Linked DNA regions of Mus musculus: all the other regions are linked to region 1. Evidence: chromatin contacts called from public promoter capture Hi-C data. All regions are on one chromosome and are shown on one strand. Each heading gives the region's core, a stretch centred on a gene start, on an enhancer-like site or on the middle of the called end of the contact. The rest is flanking DNA. Distances are from core to core; before and after follow the strand shown.

What was found. Promoter capture Hi-C pulls out the DNA fragments that hold promoters and counts their contacts.
Region 2: a promoter capture Hi-C map of the C10 cell line shows a contact between it and region 1. The contact joins the enhancer-like site here to the promoter of A730049H05Rik in region 1. A contact is called at or near these places in 11 of 39 promoter capture datasets (the 3T3-L1 cell line, 3T3-L1-derived adipocytes, the C10 cell line and 6 more), 2 of 115 datasets of contacts at active chromatin or transcription factors (embryonic stem cells and epiblast stem cells) and 2 of 9 other capture datasets (liver and pancreatic islet).
Region 3: a promoter capture Hi-C map of hippocampal neurons shows a contact between it and region 1, with 4 times the contacts expected there. The contact joins the enhancer-like site here to the promoter of A730049H05Rik in region 1. A contact is called at or near these places in 12 of 39 promoter capture datasets (3T3-L1-derived adipocytes, the C10 cell line, HPC-7-derived erythroid cells and 9 more), 1 of 115 datasets of contacts at active chromatin or transcription factors (the NIH/3T3 cell line) and 2 of 9 other capture datasets (adipose tissue and liver).
Region 4: a promoter capture Hi-C map of stem cell-derived epiblast-like cells shows a contact between it and region 1, with 2.4 times the contacts expected there. The contact joins the enhancer-like site here to the promoter of A730049H05Rik in region 1. A contact is called at or near these places in 9 of 39 promoter capture datasets (the 3T3-L1 cell line, cranial neural crest, embryonic stem cells and 5 more) and 1 of 484 Hi-C or Micro-C datasets (adipose-derived mesenchymal stem cells).

The regions. Positions count from the first base shown.
Region 1 is chr6:92,813,883-92,818,476 of GRCm38.p6, forward strand. It overlaps A730049H05Rik (RIKEN cDNA A730049H05 gene), which reads left to right and starts at 2,561. Exons shown (of 5, transcript NR_169152.1): 1 at 2,561-2,778. Adamts9 (a disintegrin-like and metallopeptidase (reprolysin type) with thrombospondin type 1 motif, 9) reads right to left here. Exons shown (of 40, transcript NM_175314.4): 30 at 2,588-2,761.
Region 2 is chr6:93,326,117-93,330,710 of GRCm38.p6, forward strand. No RefSeq gene overlaps it. Among named protein-coding and RNA genes, the nearest start is that of Gm25094, 7.2 kb to the right of the region's middle. Within about 2 kb of position 2,140, at least 3 of the 459 cell types and tissues checked have an H3K27ac peak or open chromatin away from gene starts, as enhancers often do.
Region 3 is chr6:93,272,190-93,276,783 of GRCm38.p6, forward strand. No RefSeq gene overlaps it. Among named protein-coding and RNA genes, the nearest start is that of Gm46968, 40 kb to the right of the region's middle. Within about 2 kb of position 2,037, at least 32 of the 459 cell types and tissues checked have an H3K27ac peak or open chromatin away from gene starts, as enhancers often do. A contact at or near this core is called in adipose tissue, where this site is marked.
Region 4 is chr6:93,222,004-93,226,597 of GRCm38.p6, forward strand. All of the region lies in intron 3 of Gm38863 (a long non-coding RNA gene), which reads left to right. Among named protein-coding and RNA genes, the nearest start is that of Gm38863, 30 kb to the left of the region's middle. Within about 2 kb of position 2,093, at least 44 of the 459 cell types and tissues checked have an H3K27ac peak or open chromatin away from gene starts, as enhancers often do. A contact at or near this core is called in stem cell-derived epiblast-like cells, where this site is marked.

The DNA.
Region 1 (4,594 bases), core at 1,311-3,810:
GTCAAATGGTGGCTGAGAGGTTGTGAGAAGAGACCAGAGGTAGACAGGAAGAGAGAAGGAGATTCGGGGGAGGCTGGGAGGTGCTGCATTGTGCAGTGAGCATCCCCTTACTGTTTGATGAGAACATCTTTGATCTCAAAAGTAGTCCTGCTACTGTAGGCAAGTGTGACTGAGATGCAGCGCTCTGCTGTGGTTATTTAAGATGGCTGCCCAGTGGTTTTCTACCTCTTCTCTGAGCCTTGGTGCTATGAGAACATCTCCAGTAGGCTCCCGCTGTGCCTTGTATGTGGGGAACACAAAGGGTTTGATGGGGCCCATTTCTCCCTTGCTGCCTTGAACTTTGCTCTCCCACACCAATCTGGTTCCTCTTCAAACTCTCCTCCTTGGGAGAAAGCACATTAGCAGAAGGGTAAATGCTAGATCCTGGTTTTTGTTTTTTGTTTTTGTTTTTTAAAAATCACTTACAGAGCTCATTCTCTCCAAGACTATGGTTAAGCTCTGCTAAATTTACTATATATAATCCCCATCAGGCCATATCCTCAAGTCATTGTTTTCTTCCTCACCCTCTTCCTACTCCTTTGAGACAGGGTCTCATTATGTAGCCTTGGCTGGCCTGGAACTTATTCAGATCTATCTGCTTCTGCCTCCTGCGTGCTGGGACTAAAGACATTCGTCATCACGCTTAAGTCTTTCTATATGGAACTTAATAGCAATATTTGAGGAAGGATTTCAAAAGGTCCACCTACATAGCCCATGCAAAGACAGAAGCATCGAGGCACACTTCTTGTGTGGTTTTCTACCTTATAGGATTCAGAAGGAATTGGGAATGGAGCCTGTGGTGCTCGTGATTGGCTTCTGAACTCTCAAATGCTGGCTGCAGCATAAGCAGTTAGCTTTGCCTTGTCTATGAGTACTTTCTCACCTCTTGATCTTTGCGACAGAGACACAGAGTTCATTATGGAGTGAAGATCAAGGTGGAGAAAACAGACAGGGATGAGTCTGAAGTAGGAATCCCAAAGATAGTCGAAAGTCTCAGTGAGTCAGAGAGATGAGTTAACCTCTTCTTTGTCTGACCCAGCCAGTCCTGAGACTGCAGTGGATGACAGATTAGTGTCCTTTCCAACTTCCTCAAAACAGCTCTACAAAGCTACTACCATTCCCATCCTACAGATGGCAAGCCAAGACTCAGAGAGATAAGAATTCTTGCTCTGAGTCACGTGGCTATTGATGGCACAGCTGAGATAGGGACCACAGTGATATTTTTCTAAGCATACAAGTTCCTGATAACCTATCTGGCTCAAGTTCAAATAATCTTAAACTTAACTGTGTTAGGTATTGTCCCAGATACTATCTGACAGAAGCAAGAGAAGTCTAGAAGGAAAACAAGCAACATGACCAAGCAGATGAAGAAGGAAGCGTTCCTAAAGAGATGAACCACTGTAGTAAGGAATGGATCCATTACCGGAAGGGACTGGGGAGAGCAGGGCTGGGAAGCCAATCCCAGAGGTGCAGAATACAGTAGGAAATCATAAAGATGAGAGATATCAAACAGGGTCATGGGTGGCTTCCTCTAGCTGCTAGATGTGGGGCCCTTGGACAACTGGCAAAGTCTGTCTGAATCTTAGTTTTACCACCTAAAACTAAAAACTAAACTCACCTCATCTAGGTGTCATCCAAAAGACAAAGTGAGAGGACGGACAGACAGAAAGCTCCCAGCACAGCCAAGTGCAGAACAAACATCCTCAAACCACGCTACCTTGGGTTGTGAGCCACGCTCAGTGCAGGCGGCTCCTCCATCTTGCCTCTCCAGCAGTGTGCGTCTTTTATGTCATTCCGGGGTCAGCAGATCTGATTTGACTTTCTAATTCTGTCCTACTCTTTCTATAACCTAGCATTCTGTTCTGGAAATTGGGGTTACCTCCCCCTAATGTCTTATACCACCTCTACCCTCCTCTCCCCCTTCCCCCAGCAATGGACTTTCCAGCACAGACACTTAAATGTCTGCTAAAGTCAAGCATTAACTTGGGGAGTAGAAGAAAAATAAGTCCAGCATATTTCTATATTAACTCAACACTTCATGTGGATTCTACCATGGGTTGAAAACACTGGAAATTCTACCCTAATTAATGAGTATTTCACACGAGAGCCCGTTTTCTCTCCCTGATCGTCAATGGCACACGAAAAGGAAAAATACAGAGTAAGCTTTACCTCAAATACTTGCATGTTACGGCTATTCAAATGAACACAGGCTAACCAAATCCAAACATATATTAAATGTTCTGCCCATCATCTCCCCTCCTGTGAAGTGAAAGTTGTCTGTATGCTTATACTCTTGGCCTGAGGCATGTTAAAGCTGTTTTTTTTCCTTTCCATTTCAGTGACCCCAGCTCTGGGATACTCAAGACCACAGGGAGAAACGCAAACAGGAATTGCCTAGAGCCTGACAGCAAACAGCTCCTTTGGGAAGGAGCCAGCAATGCCACTCCATTCAATGGCTTTGCAGGCTCCATAGGGTGTGGAGCTGATGCTAACAAGGGGGTGGAGCGACACGCAGGCTGGTGTGCACTTACTTCATGGCTTTACTTACTTGTTGCCACTGCTCTGCCCTCCAAGTGTAGAGAGGACATGGTGAGGCTTGGCAGACACGCTCCGACTCTGGTCTGCTGTAGGAGCTGCACTCACTCTCTCTGGCTGCTTTGTGTGTCCCGATCTGACAGCCCACATGCCTCTGCTGCACGCCTTGGCCACAGGACACAGAGCACTGAGAAGACACAGGATGTAAGTAGGCACTTCGGCTCCCTTCTGGAGGGCGGGAAGGGGTGGGTCACAGAGGAGGGCAATGCTTTCTTAATCCAATGATTTTTCACAGCAGTCAAAATGCTTTCTCATTTCCAAGGAGGGGGACACTAAGGCAAGTTCTAAAAGCACTGGTAACTGCCAGTGCTGGGCAGGGTGCAGGAGCCACAAGTGGGGAGGAACCAAAACTCTCAGGGGATGTCAGAGGGAGGAGAGATTGTGGGGAAACACCACCATCCAGAAGTAATGGTGCCACATTGAAACAGACAAACGAAACACTGTGCATGACTTCCATCCTGGAAGATGGATGGCTTGGGAAAATTGGGAGATGCGGTTCTATAGCGTAACCCATAGAGAGCCAACCATTGACAATTAAGGCCATATAAGCAGAAGGACTTTCTCCTGCCCTCTTATTTTTCTAGTTTCTATTCCTGGAGACAGAACATTGCCTCGCTTGTTGTTTGTTTGTTTGTTTAAATCATGGAATTCACTTAACTATCTGTGCCTCCTCATAATCTCAAATGAATAGATGAAGAATAAAAGCTAATAAGGAAAAATAATTTCCTCAGGCTTAATGTTTTCAGCTCTTGAAAAAATCCCATTAATCACGAGGAAACATTTTGTTGACCAAGTTGCAAAACACCAATTAACTTTCCCCTAAATTAATTTTTTAATGGTTTCCTCATTGTTGGTTGCATAATCTCACTTATGGGCAAGCCAAGAATTATTGTCTTTATTAAGATTTTGGCAGTCAGAAACCAAAGGCAACCTTTGATTAGAGAGAACTGCATAACACTGCACTTGGTTATTAAAGGTTATTAGCAATTTGGGGGGTGGACATAAATCAGTCACTATTAATTTGCCTGGTGTTGAGAAACAAAGTTATCTGACATTCATGCCATGTACCCAAAAGGAGGTCTTCTTCTAAAACAAAACCAGACTCTACAACTGCACGCTTGTCTAATTTGCTTGTAGGGAAATTCAAGGTGCTCCGTGAAAGACGGAAAGTTTGTTAAGACATATGTATACCCAAGTGGATGCTGCTGCAGCTTAGGCTCTTTCGTAGAAGGCAGCTTGAGAAATGCTATTGTTTCAGAGAAATCTATGCTGGAGAAGAGCCTCACAGCTCACATCAAAGGGCGCGGAAGACAATGCTTCATCCCAACATCGTTGCCATTGTTTGGGTTTAATTGGATTAATTGAATTGAATGAGTTTGTGACCCACAAGAAACCAGACTTTAAAGTCATTATGTTCTGGGAAGGATAAGGGGAGGACTCTTAAATACCACGAATGGCTTTGTCTCCAAACAACAGCCACTTAATGCTCACAGGGGCTATGTGAGTTATAATACTGGCTGCGCTGGAAAAGGACTGGAGTTACCCAGCAAATGACAGAAATATTCAAGTGTCATTACAACAATCAAAGAGTTCTGGCTATTTGGATTTGGGGTCTTAAATCCAAGAATATACTTCTAGAACAATGTACAACAGAAATACAAAGAGAATAGTAATGTGAACACATTGGAATTTGACACAAAGCTGGTAAGTTTAAAAAAAATCGCATAACGTTCTCACAACAAAGAAAAATGGGAAAGACCTTTAGAGTGTCTAGTACTAATTAGGTTGTTAAGTAAATGAAACCCCTTTGTGTATGTAGCGAATGGTGGTGAAGTACATATCTATAGGCATGCATATGGTGGCTAGTATTCAATGTTAGGTTTCTTCCCCAATCACTCTCTTTTTTGAGAAAGGCTCTCTCACTGAACCCAGAATCACAGATTCAGCTATATTGGCTAGC
Region 2 (4,594 bases), core at 890-3,389, 510 kb after region 1:
TAGATACTATCTGAATTCAGCATGTATGTGAGGGAACTCAAGATGCTACTTGGGCCATGAGAAAGAAAGAAAACACAGAAAGAAACAGGAAACCAATCACTTTGCCTGGCTAGTACAGTACGGCAAGAATTGGGTTGTTTTATTTTCTAGATATCAAAGGACTTGCACTTCTCTTTAACACTAATAGGGAAATATATCTAGCAAGGTCTGTTGGGAAAAGATCTGTGGTCCAGTCATTAGTAAGTAGAAAGTTAAGGGTTCTTTGGAAAATTGGTTGGATGGTGTTTTGCTGGGGCAAACACATGAAGGAGTGTTTTCCTGAAGTGGACACAGGAGAAAGAATGTTGTGCTAAACTAAGGATGTGAAAGGACACATGATGAAGGACTCTTTGCTAACAACACACATGTATTGGTCCACCTCACATTGTGTAGTTGAGCTGCATTTGTCAGGACTCCATAGAGAAATGTACCAAAAAACGTCTGGTGGTATGCTGTAGTTTCTTGCTTGCCCACAAACTTGGACTGATTGCCAGAGTGATGTCAGCTGAGACAGACTCACATGCTGAGGCAAAGCCCATGGAGGACATGTGCTTTTAGAGGATATAAACAGGATTCAGTAGACAGTAATGGAAGCTGAGCTTGGCTTGCTTGGAGAACTAGCTGTGCAATGCTTATGAGTCTTACATCCTCACTGATCTTCACTTTGCTGAGAGAGGCACAACCAAGAACTTCACCTAGTCCCTCCTGCGAATTGAGCCAAGGCTGAGGCCTAACTGTCTCTGCTAAGTAGTGCCACCACTACTGCTTTGTGTGTGCTGACCTGACTCTACTGAACTGCACTGCTGCTATATCTGTGAAGTGTTTATGAGTGGATCAAGCTGCCATTGTTAACTTGTGAACTGAACTGCCAAATTCCAGACAACACAAACAGGAGTTGCTCCAAAGAATCTTTCTAGACAGGTTCACTTCCTCTGTATCTTTTCTTTCCCACTATCTCTGGTGGTTGGTGGACTAAAAGGGAGGTTAAAGCATTTAAAAACCATAATTAAAACTAGGATTAAAAAATTAAAGTTATGCATTATAATGTCTCAAAGGAAAAATGGACAGCTAATAGATATGTGAGCATGGCTGTCTTTGACCATCCAATCCAAGTCAGTCTTCAGATGCCCACGGATATAGTCTTGCCAACTCAAGATTATCTATTCCTGGCTCAAACCATCACAAATACCCAGCTGATCCACAGATCCTAAGTCAAAATAAATTCCTACTCTAAGCTTGCTGGATATGTTATAGTACATGTTATACTGAATATGTTAGACTAAAGCTGCTTAAAAAATAGCATAAATATGCTATAAACACGAAGTATAAACAACTCAAACTATCTACAACTCAATTGTGAGGGCTTTTATTTAACTTCATTTCAGTGCCACACACATAAACCAGTGGTATGTAAAGTAATCTTAAAATAACCCAAACTTTAATAAAAATTCAGTAAAAACACATTCAGATCAATGTATATTAGAACACACTGGTTTTCTTTCTGAACAGAAGTCATATAAAGTTTTTGCCCAAAATTTCTAAATCAAAAAAAAATCTAACTTAGAAATATGAAATAGCCATGGTATTAGTAGAGCAGCACTAGGAAAAGGCCTATGAAACTTGGAAATTAATATGTGAGGTTCAAAGAAATACTGTAGCATCACAGGTGACCGGCAGTTGCCTGTGGTATTTAACCCTTAAGCAAGGAGCGGAACACACGCATTAGGCAACCCTTGGGAAACAGAACCCTGAAGGAATTTATGTTCCGAGTCTGAAGCAACAAGACTAACAGTAGGCACAATGCAGAGATGAAGAAAGAGTTGTGCCCAATAAAATGTTTTGTTCAATTCTGTAGCCTAGCAGGCATCTGAATGGGGCGTGTATGTATGCAGACATACATCTCTTGAGTGTTTATAGATGCTCTTATCTGAGGATCTCATTACCCTTCATGGGCTTTAATTAAATGCCACAATACCCCTGATGAAACAGCTATTATTTTAGATGGGTAATTGAGACACTTAATCAAGGCTCCTTAAACAGATGAGGCAATATGCCTACAGACAGACAGGAAGTGCTTATCTAAGCTGCAAACAGAAGCCCAGAGCCTTTCCCCTTGGTTCTGACTCTTACCACCTCACCACACAGCCTGAGGGAGCAGAAAATTACCTCCTTTAACTTATTTCTTAGTGTGAAATTGTCTCTCCCTAGACTCTCCTGATTGCGATATAAAGAAGCCGTTTGCTTGCCTTTCCCAGCCTCTTTCCTGTCATGAAGAAGTGAGTTCCTGTTCTTCCCACAGAGAAGATCCCAACAAAGGCCTTTTCAGAAGGAACTACCTGTGACACTGAGGGAAACACCTAGAGTCTTTGCAGTCAGGAACATTTGAATCCTTATCTTAAAAAGCTTTGTCAATGTAAGCAAGCTAGAAGCCTTGCACATTCCCTGCCAGGGGTAACGATTCATGGCGAAACATAACCCTTGGCTCTTTAGACTTTCAAGAACCATGGATTCAAATCCTCTCAGGTTTGCCTGGGTCTTTATTCTTTCACATTAGTTAAATGGAGCAAAAAAAAAAAAAATCAAAAACAAACAAACAAAAAAGATTATTACCCCGTAGAACTTCTTGGCTAAGATTTGTGAAATCAAATGTCTAATTTCAACATGCTGAGTTGTTGCTACTTTGAGGAAAGTTGCTGAGTTTACCTTGGAACCCGAGATCAAAGCTGAATACTGCTAGTTAAGCACCTCTTTAAAAGAACTCATAATATTTGCTTTTGGAAACTCTAGCCAGGATTTTTTAATAGAAGCTGTGCATGAATGTTCTCTAGATTCTTAGATTAGTTGTCTTGTATTATGTGTGCATTCTGCACTGAAACACACACACACAAATGCACACACACAAATTTCACATATATACACACATACCCACAAATGCATACAGACACAACCACATACATACAAACACATAAGCAAACATACACATACACAAAATATATAAACATATACACAAATACATTCACATATATAATACATACATATATAGAGACAAACACATTCACATGCATGCACATACACTAATAAACACATAGGCAAACATATACATACACACACACTCAAACATACACACAAATGCATTCCCATAAACACACAAAAAAACACACAAATGCATATATATATATATAGATAGATAGATAGATAGAGAGAGAGAGAGATAGATATAGAGATATATGCAAACATACACATGCATATACACAAACACATTCATATACATATCTACAAAACACACCACAGATAAGCAAATACACACATGCACACAAATATATACACACATATATGTATAAACACAAACACAATCACATATATGCACCTACAAATGTACATATGCAAACATACAAGCAAACATATGCACACACACACACATGCACACACACACACAGAACCACTTAGTATTGGATAACCTACCAGAGACTCATCCCTGGAGTAAATGGACTTTCTCTCCCTCATCAATCACTAGCTGCCTGTAGCTCTTTATTTAGGGGTGTGGCCTTAAGAAACTTCCCTCAATTACATAGTCATGTCAACTTGTTTGATCATTTTACAGGTGGAGATTTGGTGGATGCAGCATCCCCATCATGTCTAGAAGACACTGTCTCAAAGCAAGCATCCTGATCCTCTGACTCCTACAATCTTTCTTCCCCTTCTTCTGCAATGTTCCCCAAGTCTTAGGTATAAAGGTGTGTTTTACATGTACATAACTATGGCTATACAGTATTTGACAGAGAAACGAAACAGTATATATACTGGAGGAAAGACAACATATTCAACAATGATGGGAAAACTAGATGTCCACATGTAGAAATGAAAGTGGACATATATCTATCATAACCTACATTTTTTTTTGCACAAAACTGACTCCAAATTGATTAAAGGCCTTAAAGAGAAACCTGAAACTGCTAGAAAACAACACAGGCAGAACCTACCTGTTGTGCAGGAAGAACTTTCTGAACAGGGCTTTATTCATTCAGGGATTGAGGCCAACAAGTGACAAGCAAAACCTCCTAAAACTAAGAAGTTTCTAATCAGCAAAGAAAACATTCAGCTTAGTGAAGAGAAATCCCATAGTAACCCCATGATGGGGAAACTCTCCGACAACTACACATTCAATAGAGGATTAATTCAGAATACACAGAGAACTCAAAAACAAAAGAAAAGAAAAAAAGAAAGACCAAAAAACTAAACCAACAACCAAACAAAAACAGAACAACCCAATTAAAAAAGGTGCAATGGATTTGAACAGTGTTCTCCAAAGAAGAAATTAAGATGCCTAAGAATGCTGCAGCCACTATGGAAATCAGTGTGGACGATTATCAAAAAGCTAAAAAACAGGCCTACATGACCCGGCTACACTACTCCTTGACATATGCCCAAAAGACTTAGCATCCTACTGCATAGACACTTGCTCAGCTGTGGTTATTTCCACTTTTTTTCACAACAACCTAAATGCCCTTTGTCTGATGAATAGTTAATGAAAATGTGCTACACACACATAATGGGG
Region 3 (4,594 bases), core at 787-3,286, 460 kb after region 1:
TGGACCTGGGAGTCTATGGTACTGAGCTGATTTTCTGTATGCAAAATGAAGAATAACTGTTCTGTCTAAGGGACGCTCCTGTTGATTAAACTGTAGTGAGGACTAAGCTGATTAAAGGCACAGGGTAAAGCACTGCTGAGCCTCTCTCACTCTTGTCCCAGGTATCCTTCTATAGCACAGAAACGGAAACTTCAGCCAGAAGAGAGGAATTCAGTGACTCCATGCCAACAGAAACAGAGCTCTGCATTTGTTTCCTGAGCCTACTTGCACTTGGAAGGTTTCTTTCCTCACAAGAAACATGTGTTACAGGATATAAAAGTGGCTTTCCGTTTGGGGTTAGAACCCGAAACAGAAAGACAACAGAGAAAAATTTCAGCTCAGCCTTTCTAGATTGGAAATGATGCATGAATGTTGTTGTTTCTCCAAGACTTCAGCACAGGTATAACATGGTGCTAATTTAATCACCCGGTGAATCACCTTTTCTCTGTGAGATGTTAACACTGATGTAAGATGTTTCCATGTGAGGAACGGGAAAGACTTGAGACACAAAAAAGCTTCAAGGATTGGTAAATAGAATAATGTGGTCTGTACCCCACTAATTTTTCTTGCCATCCATGAGAGGCCCGATGGGCTGCAGCAATGCATCATTTAGATCGCCCCTTCAGCTGGTTCATGGAAAACTAACAAAAATTGATGTTGTTATCTGGGGTTTTCGTGTGTGATTTGTCTAACTCTTTACATTCATTATGGGTTTTGCCCTTCTTTAATAAAATGGCCTGATATTGCCTTCAGATGTTGCAGAAAACTTTTTGGCTGGCTGGAAAAAAATATTAGAAATAAATAAGTTCACTGGAAGGACATTCACACTGTCCATTTGAATGAGCGTCCTGTGGCAGGCAGGCTGAGGTGTGTAGGCTTTCTCTCCCCAAGCTGGACAGCACTAATGACTTTCTAAAAAGTACGTCCTAACTTGTATCCACAAAGGTTATATGCGAGGCTCCTCTTCCAAAGCCCGGGAATAAGGACAGGAGCGGGCAACTAGATCCCACCCCTTATCGGAATTTAGCCTCTAGCAGGAAGACAGACATCAAGTTAGAAATCAGCAAGGAGGTTTGAGGAGCATATGGAGAGAATTGGCCATGCTAACCTAGGCGTTTAGAAGCTCCCGTCCATGAAGAAGCAGAGACTGCTAAAAGAAGCTCAAGACACTCCCAAGCCAAGAAGAGGCACGCTCTATAGATCACCAGAAATGGCAGACAGAGAAAGGCAGTTTCACTCTGTTGTTCAGACTTCAGCCTCTGTGCATGTGGCCTTGGTTTCTAGGCCTGCTCTCTGCACATTTAAAACTGTCTTCATTTCCCCTGTGATGCTTTTGGGAAAACAATATAAAAATTAGAACTACTCTTCGTTGACATGGTGTGCCAAATCCACCAGACCTTTACGCAACCTTAACTTCTGTCCGTACTTGAAGACAAAGGGTTCGGATCACTTACTCGGGTGATCAGTGAGCTAACATTGGATTCAGAACAAGATAGGAGATGCTCAAATGGCAGATTCCCAGTGCTTCACGAAGGTTTCTCCCATCACGATCTAGAAAATATTTCGTCACGATGACCAGTAGAGGGATATTTCAATTAAAAACACGGCCCAAAAGTAGTGAAACAATTATGAATTAATTAATAATTGGCCCAGGCCCTTCCAGCTGTTTTAAGTTGGACTCTCAGAGGATATTGAGCTGGGAACTTGAATTTTAACAAGCAATCCAAGTGCATCCCATGTATGAGACTTTCTAAACTTCAGCTAACTTCCAGGCACTGGTGAGAAAAAATGGAGCGGACAGAAACGAAGCCTGCTGCTCATGCAGTCTCAGCGTCTCAGCCACACTCTCAGGCTGTTCATCTCGCCTTCGGATGAAACACTACATGGCAAAGTGCTCATGATTTCCAAACTGCAGATCATTTAGCCTCCCACTCAGGCAAACGCTCTAGGCAGGGCTCAGGAGAGTTGCTGGCTCAAGCTTCAGCCAAGCTGTGAAAAGTGAGGCTTTTCCAGAGGAAGTAAGATAAGGCAGAACTTAGAAAAACAAACATCCTGAGGCCGGTGTGCCAAGGGCCACTGGCAAAATCTATAGTCCAACGCTAAGTGAGTTAAACAAACACATTACCGGGCCATCCAGGAAACTTGAAGCAGATGCTGGAAGTAGGGTGTGTGTTTTCAACCTGGGGAGAAATATCCTGAGGAGTGATGGTACAGAACGAGGCACAGAGCGTGCAGAGTCATGACAAAGTGAATCGCCAGCAGGCAGTGTACCTGTGGTGGGCAGGCAGTGTTCCAGTCCTGTGGTTCAAAGCCAATTTAGGCCAGGAAGGCGAATTGTATCCTACTATTGGAGCTGTTAGGGTCTGGGCCAAGGCAGCCCTAACAAGCTAGGCTCAGGCTAACACTTGGAAGCTTTGGAATGCTAAATTGGTGGGGTACTGCCTGCCCACCCATTACTTCATGTGAAATAACTGTTCTGATTCAAAATAGGGATGAGAGCAGTCATACCAATGTCTGGTAATAAATAAATAAATAAATAAAATGATGTATTGGCGCTCTACACAACTTTACCTGGTGAAATAGTGTCCAGTAGTGTGCTTAGCAATTCCTCAGCACGGAAGACACAGTGGCCCAGCAGTTTGCTGGTTTTTGAATAATAACAGCATAGATTCCCGTTCACTATTTTGGTTTCCAGAAGACGCTAAGACTGAGCATGGTGGCACATACCTATAATTCAGCAATTGGACGTAGGAACATCATGAATTCCAGGCCAACCTGGCCTACGGAGTGAGATCTTATCTCACTAGGGAAATACCGAGGGAGGTCGAAATGAATGGATGGATGGATGGATGCGTACTTTAGGCCTTTCCCCCTGGGAGCTCAGTTTTTGGTAATATTCTAGCATTGCTGGACCTGGCTTTACAGCAGTTGGGGCAGGTATCTCCCAGTCGTCCGTGCGGGCTCGCGTGAGAGTCGGAGGCATTCTCTGACATGGTCTCCCCTGGAGCTCTCTCTTTCTCCCACTCATTCCCTTTCACATGATGACATTTAATTAGCCATCTTTTTTTGCTTGCTTTTAATTAAGGAAACACTGTTTGCACTCTTCTTAGAATCATTCACTGAATGCCATCTAGACTCTTGACATTTATTTAGGAAATAGCATTTTTTGTAGAGTTTTTATAGCATGAATATTAGATGATGAGGATAATTCAAAACCCTCCACAGAAACAGGCTCCTACTCCCCTTCTGCATTTTTTAGAACAGTAAGGTCAGCCTTGAAATCTCAGCTGCACTTTGGATTTATAGTAGCAGCAACAATTTGGAAAATTTTGGTGTATTTTAAGCTAGCCACCCAAACTTTGGCTATGTCTTGCGAAATGTTATAGAGCTTCTCAACAAAAATAGCTGCAGGGGAGGGACTGGGGATGTAGCTCCATGTAGAACACTAGTTTAGCATAGGCCAGGTCCTGGATTTGATTCCTAGTGCCACCAAAAATAACTGTCCTTAGGAAGCAATTGCCTTTACTACCAGTGCTTTTTAAACATTATAGTTATCAAGGAATACCCAATTATTCTCTTAAGTAAGAAATTAAGATCTAGTTGCGGGTTCATGAAGGGTATTCTCTATGGGCTTGCGAATGGGAGAAGAAAAATGAGGGGAAAGGAGGTGGATAAAGGAAGGCAAAAGGCAGGAAGGATGGAAGGAAGAAGAGAAGGGAGGGGAGGGAGTGGTGGCAACCTCTTTTCTTTTTTTCTTTTTTGGGTTTTTTGAGACAGGGTTTCTCTGTGTAGCCCTGGCTGTCCTGGAACTCACTCTGTAGACCAGGCAGGCCTCAAATTCAGAAATCTGCCTGCCTCTGCCTCCCGAGTGCTGGGATTAAAGGCCTGCACCATCACTGCCCGGTGGCAACCTCTTTTCTTATTTCTTTTATTCCATTCAGATAATTTATTCTTTCTAGTCTACACACCCAGCCTCTTGGTTTTAATAAAAAGGATTTTTTTTCTGTAGGAACCCCCTCCTATTCCCCATAATACTCAGAGAGATGTGTTTGTTAGAGAGCTCTCACAACAAAACTTACCTGATTCATTCTTTCCAGGGCATCTCTTAAGATCAGCACAAGTCAAGGACATAGGCTCTAGAGCCTGTTGTTTGGCTCTAAGTTGTCCTGCCCCCATTTTCTGTAATCTGAGGGCAACTGTAACACACTTAAAGTGGTAAGCTCACCGTGTATATGTAAAGACACATGGGCTCACATGGCTCCCAGGTCTCCAGAGTGGGGGGCAAAAATAACCTCAAGAAGGGAGAAAACACAGTACTGGGCACAGGGAACAGTGACTGGAATGACTGCAGGAAGACTTAAACCTTTTAAAATTACATAGGCATATTCTCATATAGATGTATCCCATGCATTTATTTAATGAGTATTAATGTAACATAATCGACATATGATCTAATCTTAGCACGACCTCACATTTCTGGTCTCAGAAGCACCTACAGGGAGGAAGCTGCTTCTCAGCACACACCCATTCTTGTCACCTGAGTTCTTCCCCCTTG
Region 4 (4,594 bases), core at 843-3,342, 410 kb after region 1:
AATTTCTAAACCATAGCTGGGGACTTTATTTCTCCTGCCTGACTTTTCACTGGCATTATATAGCTGATGTCAGCAACAATAAATATTTTGTATATCATGGCCTTCTTGGGTGGACACACGACCCCCATACTCCATAACTTTCCTCTCCCATCTATTTTATCTCCCTCCTTCATTCCACATGGTGATCTGAACCCAGACCTAGTTAGTATACATGTCTGTGCAGTGTCATTACCCAAGGCCTCTCACAGTCCTCTATTTTCCAATGCAAGCTACTGTATTGAACAGGAAGCATGGCAAAATAAATAAATAAATAAATAAATTGACATTCAAAGGCCAGAGTGTTTGAAAGTTGTGTACTTGCACAAGGGAAGACCACAGCAAATAATAACCAAAAATGATACTTCCCCAAAAATCCAACCAAGAATAATAACCAGAAGTAATACTCCCTCCAAACCCAACCAAGAATAATAACCAAAAATGCGCCAAAAGATAATTCTACTAGGTCCTCTGAGTCATTGAGGGAAAAATGAATAGAAAGACTTTCCACATCTTCATCAGTCCAGACGTTGGTAGGTTTTGTTTATTTCTTTATTTAGTTTGTTTTATTTTTTGTTTGTTTGTTTTTTAAGGGTTTTCATTTTTGTTTTTGTTTTTGTTTGAGTTTTTTGTTTTTGTTTTGTTTTGTTTTGTTTTGTTTTGTTTTGTTTTGTTTGACAGGCTCTTACACTGCAGCCCTAGATAATCTTGAACTTACTCTGTGGACTAGCCTTGAACTCATAGAGGCTCACATGCTTCTGCCTCTGTCCTTGCCTCTGCTTCCAAAGTACTGGGGTTTAAGGGTTGTGCTGCCGTGCCCAGTCCAGTCCAGTGGCCTCAAAAGCAGGCTGATGGTGAGAATCAGTTGGAAGTTCCCAAATGCCTGTGTTTCCTAGGAATCATCACAGACACGTGGGTTCAGGCACTTCAAGGCCAGAGCTTAGAAAGCGGTGTGAACAAGCCCCTGAAGGATTACGATGGCAAGGTAGGCAGAAGACACCAGCTCCTCTGGCTCTACCAACCATCTGCTGTAAAGCAGGAACTAGCCCCATGAAGTCTCATGCCCAAAATGATACTCCATGTCTGGTAGCTGATAGCAGGATTGGCCCAAAGAATGGCAACAAGCTTTTCCATTTCTCTCAAGAGGTTTATCATTTACCTAGCCTCTTGCATGCCTAAACCTACTATTTCACTTGATTCAACCAAAACCCTTCTATGAACTGCCTTTCCAAGTATTAAATTCACGACGACGACAACGCAGCGATGACGGTGTTGATGATACAAGGGGCAGAAGTGATGGTATCTATAGCTCTTTTTGGGACATATAGCATTTGTATTATCTCTAAGCTTGGCAACTCTGTAAGATATGTCTCCATTTCTCACATGTGAAAACGGAGTCATAGCTTGAGGTGTCAGCAGGAGCAAGATGCAAATCCGGATCCTAGAACCCCCTCCCCAAGTTCTTCATTCCCCACTAGCTGAGGCTTTGAACAAGTTGCTGAGCCTCTTTGGGCCTTTACTTCTGCAAAGGGGATGGGGGTGCGGTAAAAACCAATTCACAAGGCTATTGTTTAAACTGATTTATGTTTGAAACCAAAACATAGGGCTATGAAGTATCATAGTCATTTTATAAGTCAGCTTCCCAAAATATATCTTGGAAAATGTTTGACCACTCTCAATAAACAGGTTGCAAGCAATTTGAGGATTAGTGATTCTTGGTGTTCATTAGCATAGTAAAGACTGCCAGTCAGCCTACAGTTAAGCACTGCTCCCCTCTACCCGGAGCTAGAGGATGGTATTAGCTAGAATTATTTTTTAAATCACTTAGTTTTTACTTTGCATCCAGCCAAGAAGGAGAAGGGGCCTTTCCGCCTGATTTGGGGTGGAATTACTTGGGCAATCACCCTCCACCCCTTGTGCTTGGAAAGGGCTCCTACTGCAAGAATATACCATTAAGGTCTTGCTTTGATTCTGGCTGCTAATCCCATGGCCCAGCTTGACATTGTCTCTTAGCAACCTCCTGTCCTTTTCCCCCCTTTCATTCCAGTGTCTCTAACAACACTTCCTCTCCCTGGTTTTTCTTCAGCTGGCCTGCGGCTTTCAAGGCCCCTTAAGCCTAGTGTACACAGAAAGCAGGAGCTGAAGGCCCGTGCACATATTTATGTTAATAATGCTGAGGGGAGGAACACACTGTTCTGGTGCCTTCCAACTGTCACATAAATCAGTCAGGGGAAAGAGGGGGGTTACTATTTTCACAAAGACACTGCTGAGTAGAGCAGTAGGTCTTGGCAATGCGTCAGCCCCCAGCCCCAGTCATCCCCCGCCCCTCCCCCGAAGCTGAGTTTTCTGTAATGTCCCTTGCATCCTCCACTGTCTCATAATGTCTCCAGGCCACAAGGGTTAGCTGATTTCATAGATGCAGAAGATTTTCAAGTCAGAAGGGACCTTTGAGATCATCTACCATTCAGTCAAATGGAAACTTCCAGTAAGTGCCGATTCCTGGGCCCTTTCTCTGGAGATTCAAGGTCAGTTGTCCAGACTGGAGATATAAGCGTCATTTAATCAGGGTTGACAAATGCCAATGTAGTCCTAGCTTCACAGAGACCCCAAGGGCCACAACGCCGAGGCTGCTAGTGACAGGGAGAGCTTTGATTTACGGTAGTATTAGTTTCCACCATGAAGTGCTCTAACTGATTCCTGGAGCAGAGACATCAGAAAGATCCAGAACATGTTCTCATCAGCACTGTGCATCCAATCACTTGAGGAGCCCACACAAATGTGCCCTCCCTTTCCTTAGTCCACTGGACCAGCTGAACCAGAACCTCTTCAGAAGCCCAGCACACATTTCATAGACTTAGAGAAAATCTTTTGAGCAACACCAACATATATTTTTTCTTAGAATATAAATACATCAAATACAGCAGGCCAGAAAGAATACCAGGTCTAGAGTTAGAACTGGAGCCGTAAAATCTGGATCTCATGAAGTACAGTATGTTAGGCTTCAGAAATCATTTGTTCCCTTAGAGTTTAACGTCCCCCCAAGTGGAAAGTGTTGCAACATTTAAGAGAAGGAGGCATGAGAGGTGGTTAGATTATGGGGGCTCAGTTCTTTTTGGTGAGTGTCAGTGTGTGTGAGTGTGTGTGTGTTCATGTATATGTATAATTTTCTGTATGTGTGCCCATGCACACATGCATGTGGGTGTGTTAATGATGGTAAGAGGTCAACGTTGGCTATTTTTTTCTACTGACATCTCTCTACCTTATCTTTTGGGATAAGGTCTCTAACTGGCCCTGGATATCACTAATTTAGCTATACCAGGTGACCAGAAAGACTCAGGGATGCTCTGGTCTGTGTCCCCAGTGCTAGGGTTATATGCATAGCTTTTTATGTCAATGTTGGGGATAAGGACTAGGCTCTCGTGTTTGTGAGTCAGTGATTTGCCAGCTGAGCCTTCTCCCCAGGCGTAGGTCCATTCCTGAAGGCATGGGTGTTCATTTGTAGTAAGGCTAAGTACCAAGGAACTGGGCTGGCTTCTACAAACACACCAGGCTCCTGAGATTGCCCAGCTGCTTCCTTTCTTGTCATGCTTCCCTCTTTCCTCCATGAGTGTCACTCAGCTCTTTTATTTGCTCTCCCATGTGATGCCATATGCCATCGAATGACAACGTACGGTACCCTCATCAGACATGTCCCCGATCTTGAACTTTCCTACTTCTAGAACTGCAATCTGTTCTATGCAAAGCATGCAGTGGTGGGTTAATTTTGGCTTGTTTGCTTGCTTGCTTTTGTTGCTGTTGCTGTTTTGTTTCAAACCTCAACTCTTTAAATAAGTCATACAACTGTTCCGAGTTCCTATTTCTTCATCTGCAAAGGAAGACTACACATATAAACTTCACCTAACTTTAAATATCATAATTCAAATGTTATTTCTGCTTAGAAGTCTTTGCTAAGTTTTCAGAGTAGGACATTACTTACCTACGTGAGAACAGAGAAATACCCTGTATACCTGCTTTATACTATTGATCACAATTCATCAATCAAGCAACTGAGGGTTACCAAGTCCTTATGAATGAACTGACAACTAATTATGACTTGATTCTATAGATTCAAAGCAAATGATTGCATCTTTACCTCCATCATCAATACTGAAGTTTCATGATATACGATACACAGATGTCCTGGTTAACATTGAATCCACAGTGCCTGGCATAAGGTTGGCACTCGACCAATGCAGGTTAAACAAGCACATGGCCGAGTAAATGACTAATATAGAAAGTGCCTGACGCACACACAAATGTGAGTTCTAATTACTCTCAGAAAGGTGAAGCTTCTCTCCCAAAGACTTGAGGTGGCTTCAGGCTTCATTTTTATCTTTTTTTTAATATTTATTTATTTTAAATTTCATGTGCATTAGTGTTTTGCCTGACTGCATGTCTGCATAAGGATGTTGGCTTCCCCAGAACTGGAGTTACAGACAGTTGTGAACTGCCATGTGGGTGGTGAGAATTGAACCCAGATTCTCTGGAAGAGCATCTGGCGCTCTTAACTGCTGAGTCA